2 separate regions of the Mus musculus genome follow, and region 2 is linked to region 1. A link is a contact called in public HiChIP or PLAC-seq data. All regions are on one chromosome and are shown on one strand. The core of a region is the stretch at or near the end of the contact, and the rest is flanking DNA. Distances in the headings are between cores, read along the strand shown. Region 1 has its middle 130 kb from the start of Gm41044. Region 2 has its middle 22 kb from the start of Gm41046.

Region 1 (2,700 bases), core at 162-2,661:
GTGTGTGGTGTCTATGCATGTGTGTATGGGTGGACATATATGTGTGTGCACATGCATATGCATATGGAAGCTCGAAATTGATTCTTTCTTGATAGTGTTCTCCTTTATTTTTATTAAGTCAGGAAGACTTTCAGAACCCAGAACTCACCAATTTAGCTAGCTAGCCAGCCTGTTCTAGGAATCCTTGGTCTCTGCTTCCTGAGTGATGAGATTGCAGGAGGCTTCCACATTTGCCCAACTTGTATGTAGGCTCTCGGGATTTAAACTTTGATCCTCATATGTGTGTGCAAGCACCTTATCCACTGAGCCATCCATCTTAGAGAGATGCTAATGCTGAGAACAAAACTAGAAACTCCAGGAGAGCCGTCAGTAGGACAATAGTTAAATGTTATTTATTGTATGCTACTAATCATATAATAATAGAAAATAGAACTCTGAACAAATATCAAGTACAAAGACATAATAAAGTTGCTTACAAAATGCTTAACCTCTATTCGATGTATATTTTCATACATGCATGATATTGAGACAAATGGGTCTTTTTATAGAAATCTGTAAAATTTTGAATTTTCTTCGTGACTTTAACAGGTGTTATGTACAAATGCACATTTATAATTTATGCACATGTGTAGTGAGATATATTCTTAAAATCAAAAGTGTAAATATGTGATATGTTTATTGACACGAAACTAAATACCACAAACACGTCCATGCCTTAAAACTTAAACTGTGACTTTTATAAAATATGATCATGAAATACGAAATGCAGTTTCAGTAACTACTTTTTTCTTCCTGAGATTGATTAAGTGATTCCACAGCTCATCTATAAGCTTGGCAGAGGTTATGAATGGCATTCTCACTTAGCTTAGTCGTCAAAATTTTACATAATGAGCACATTATCACTCCATATCTGAAAATTCTTAATATGGTAGTGTAAATCATTAATGCATACTTAATAAATAATGGGGTCTAAAAATGTGTTTAATCTTTTATGTGTGTGTATCCTGTGAGGAAAGAGATATGGAAATGTCAGAAGGGACAGGATTGCTTCTGCTGTGCAGATGGAGGAGTTGGAAAAGTCATATACAGAGACTGGTTGAACACCATGCTCAAGTCGGGATTATAATCTGCTCACTTAATATTAAGACTGGAAGGCACTGTCTTCCTCAAGACCCTGCCCATGGTATTATTTGCCATTGGGGGCTGCTTGGAGATGGCCCAACTTTATGAAGAAGGACTTAGAAGATCTGTGCCTATAGTGGCTGTGATGTGGGGTGTCAAACCTTTGCATGTTGTTTGTAAAAACCAATACTTTCAATGGGGGAAAAGAAAAAAAGAAAATGCTAGTCTGTGACACAGTTCCACCCCCAGGAGGATGTGACAGGGGCCCCGTGTTTCCTGTCTCAATTAGTTTCTTTTTCTCAGGAATAAACACTGAAACCAAATGTAAGTTTTGCAATAGAGGCAACCATGTGTCCAAGAAACAGCATGGAATTTGAAATCCAAAGACCTGATTGAGTCACTTCTCCCACCCCGCCTCACTGAGCCATGCAGACCAAGCCAATGAATTCATTTCATGTATCCCTTCATCTATTCAGTTAGTAAGTATTTGTTCCTCTACCATACATCAAGCCATAGCCCTGTACTAGAAATCAGTACCAACCAGAAGCCCAACAGCATACAAACACTAACACCAAAATAACCAGAAGACGAATATCTGTTTAATTATTTTATGTGAACGTTTTGTCTACACATGTGTCTCTTCACAATGTACATGCCTGGTGCCTGAAGAAGGCAGAAGGAATGGAATCTTCTGGAACTGGATTCACAGGTGGTGCGGAGTCACCCTCTGGGTATTGGAATCAAACCTGAGACTTCTGGAAGAGGAGCCAGTGCTCTTAACTTCTGACCCATCTCTCCAGACTGAAGATTATATTTTTAGGTAGAAAAAACCAAACAAACAAAAACAAAAAAACAAGCAAACAAACAAAAACCAAAGACAACAAAAAACCTTTAAGGGAAGTAAGTCAGAACAGTGTAAAGAAACCACAGGGATGGGGGTGTAGGGTGGATGGGATATGTGCAAGCAAAGCCTGAACCCTGAGTTGCCCCGTAGCCTAGCGCTTCCAAGTATGTGGGACTTATATTCACATAAGGAAGACATATAAGAAGGTTGGCATGGCTGGAGTAGAGAACAAAGGAACACTAGCTCACCACTGGCATCATCATGGCGATTGTGTGGGTGGGAGGACAGCCCTAGGGTACCTAAGGACAAATGTTGGAAGACAACAAGGAAGTGTTGCCTAAACGTCCCTCAGTCATGCTGCAGAGGCTCTGTGTTTGGCCAGAAGGCAATATGGCGGCTGCAATTTTCCGTAGGATGTCCTGCCAGCACTACTATGGGGGCTTAGCAAAGGGCAATACTGCGTTCTGTATAGAAGGTGTCCATTTCTGCTGTGGAACCTTTCTGTATTAACGGCTAATACGTAACACACAGCTGGGCCCTCTAAGCAGCAGACATCTGGTATGCCAGTGTGCATGTCTGTTATTGTCACTTGCCATGTCATATACAAGAACAGACACTCGGTAACAGGAAACTTCGTCAATGCGTGGGGCAGTGTAAGGAGGAGGCTTTTCAGGAGAGTCAATTTCCCAATGCATGCAATTGTGTGTAGGCAACCTTCGCCATTTTCCTGTATC
Region 2 (2,700 bases), core at 20-2,519, 500 kb before region 1:
ATGCGACTTTCGAGTCCTTGACCCCTATGCCTTCTTTGCGGATTTCTTGTTGACGTTTGAGAAAGTCAGAAGCCATTGTCTTTCACAGAGGTCAAATCTAGGAGCTGAGGCGAAACCCGATGTCTATGCCAACGGGGCTGGATGTTTATCCTTGAGCTTATGTGCACGCATGCATGCACAAAGTTATGTGTGAATCTCAGCTCGCCCTTTAAATTAGGTCACCTTTTCCAAGGCCTCCACTCAGGGAAGGTCCTTGAGCAGCCTTGGTGCTCTTAAGTAGCCCAGGGACCGGGTCCTTTCTTGTTAATGTCACCCCCAGGTATCCTCTCCTCTTTTGTTTCTACCATGCAAATTTACCTCCCGGCCTGTTTCAAATTTCTGAGAGTCAACGACTTACAAAGGTGGATGGAGCCTTCAGTGGATTTAGTTATCTAAATCTTAAAAACTCTATTCCATGATTACCTACCTCAAAGCTTGACAGTCCACACCTGTCATTGGACCGGAGTTTCTTCGAGTGTAATGAAGCCTTCAGAATTGAAGTGGTTTTGGGAGACATGGGGGGAAGAGTTCTATTATTTTTACAGAGTGGCACTCTTCTCCCTGGAGATAAGAAGGCTGGGTCTGGTGTGAGGCTGGAAAAAAAAAGCAAAACAAAAAACAAAAAAACAAAAAACAAAACAAAACAAAACAAAAAAAAGAGAAGGGAAGGAAAGAATATTTGATTATTTCTTCATAAACCACCAATTCCTTTAGCACCTGGCTGTGGCTCCTGCTGCCGTGTGGAGAATATCAATGGCTTTAATATTCCCATCGTTGTGCCTTGGAATCAGTTGCCTGTCCTGCTGAGCTCTCTGAATTTCAGACCAGCGCCAGCCCTGAAAACCACGGCAGATGTAAGGGAAGTTTAGCCAGAATGCTCTCAGTTAAAGCCCGCCTCAACATTTCTCCTGTGCCCATGGGGTTTTAGCACACCCCTCTCCGCAGTCCCTTGATTGAGGGGCATATCCCTAAGTGTGCAGGTACTACATTAGGACATTTTCATAAAAATTTTTAATGGTCTATTTTGTTTGAATTGGGTCATTATTCTCAGTAGCATCACTGGCAAAGAACAACTCTTGAATATTAACTAGAAGGAAAGAGAAAACAATAACAAAGGCGAAACAAAAATCTCCAACAAGCCGAGTCCGGGAAAGGAAGCTGAGGTTAGGCTGGGTGTATAAATTTCATATGGCTCATGACCACAAGGTGGCGCTATGAAAACACCTCATTTCCAAACCCCGAAAAAGATACAAATAAGGAAAACACAATGAAAGAGCCTTTCGTGCAGAAAATAGTCTGTGTCAAGAGCGAGCCAGCAAAACGCATGCACCAGCAACGCCTGTGTAGTCTGCTGTATGCATGTGGATCCCGCCTGTAACCATTTTAAGGAGCAATGTTATAGGGAGTGGAAATTGGTATTTTTGCGGGGGAGGGTAGACATTTTATAATTGATACTTTTATAATTCAAACAGGAGCTTCAACATGTGTTAAATTTTTTACATTGATTATTAAATGCATTTCATCTCCCTGGCATCTTTGAAAGTGTGACATTTTAGACATCAGAATGATAGGCTAGGCTTTCTACCCCTCAACCCACTTCTATTCTACGTTGAGAGCTTGCACAGTGGGGGACATTTATTTAAAAACAATTAGTGCCCCATTAAGGGAAACATGAAGCCTGCGGGTCACAGATGTTCTCGGCTGCTTTGGGAAATTGTCATGTAGGAAGTTGGTAAATTAATACTCTGTGGAAAATAGTTCTGTCCTTTAGACATGTCGTCTGTTATGTGACTCCCTGATGTCAGTGCCACGTTATTTCCAGTGACTAGAGTCGTGGCAGAGTGTTCTGTATGTGCATAAGGCGTCCATTTGCCGACAGTGAGATGAAAAGCTGGTATTTCACAAGTTTGTACACGGAAGATGGGATGTTGCTATAATGGCTCGGACAATCTGGTTCCTGAAGGCAGGAGTGGAAAGTCGTCCAGGGGAACAAGCAGAGAAGCCCAGGGATTCGCATTGCTGAACTCAGAGCAGCCCTCTAGATCAGGAGATATGAGAGCATTTCCATTCCTACCATGAGGTCCCAAGAACTAACTCCCCTACGAGTGCCACACTACACGGCAGGAAATGGCATGGGGCCTTGTAGTTATTCTCTAGGGAAAAATTCAGGGATGTTAGAGGGAAATGTCTACACATCACAATTTGAATTTAGATAAAAATCTAATAAAACATTATGAATTACTTTAACAAAGAAAAGGAAAGAGACAATATAGAGAGCAGTGTGTGTATGTGTGTGTGTGTGTGTGTGGCTGGAAGTATTTTGTTGTTATTATGTGACAGAATCTCACTCTGTTGCCCCATCTGGTCTTGAGTTCATGGGTCCTTAAGATTCAGCAAACAAAGTCTCCGGGACTCCAGCCCAGCACTGCTGTATCTGACTGTGAGCTGGGTTTGAACCCGGGGCCTCCAGTGTGCCAAGCCTATACTTTACCATTGAGTTATACCCTGAGGGTGTGTGTATTTCTTTTCTCCTTCTTTTATATAATCTCATCACTTTGTCAGTCAAGCTGTCATATTTTCCCATCATCCACAGAGCAGGTGGCCAGGGGAAGGTCCCTGGTTTTCCCTCTAGCTGGGGAAAACCATACAGGTCGCTGATGA

What was found. HiChIP or PLAC-seq counts read pairs in DNA pulled down with a chosen protein or histone mark.
Region 2: a contact with region 1 is called in a RAD21 HiChIP or PLAC-seq map of pro-B cells, with 6 times the contacts expected there. The contact joins two enhancer-like sites. A contact is called at or near these places in 1 of 15 datasets of contacts at CTCF or cohesin (pro-B cells), 6 of 484 Hi-C or Micro-C datasets (the C10 cell line, the HPC-7 cell line, bone marrow-derived macrophages and 3 more) and 5 of 115 datasets of contacts at active chromatin or transcription factors (embryonic basal ganglia, embryonic stem cells, fibro-adipogenic progenitors and 1 more).

What each region holds. Positions count from the first base shown.
Region 1 is chr13:102,142,747-102,145,446 of GRCm38.p6, reverse strand. No RefSeq gene overlaps it. Among named protein-coding and RNA genes, the nearest start is that of Gm41044, 130 kb to the right of the region's middle. Within about 2 kb of position 1,411, at least 16 of the 459 cell types and tissues checked have an H3K27ac peak or open chromatin away from gene starts, as enhancers often do. A contact at or near this core is called in the HPC-7 cell line and pro-B cells, where this site is marked.
Region 2 is chr13:102,643,595-102,646,294 of GRCm38.p6, reverse strand. No RefSeq gene overlaps it. Among named protein-coding and RNA genes, the nearest start is that of Gm41046, 22 kb to the left of the region's middle. Within about 2 kb of position 1,269, at least 71 of the 459 cell types and tissues checked have an H3K27ac peak or open chromatin away from gene starts, as enhancers often do. A contact at or near this core is called in the HPC-7 cell line and pro-B cells, where this site is marked.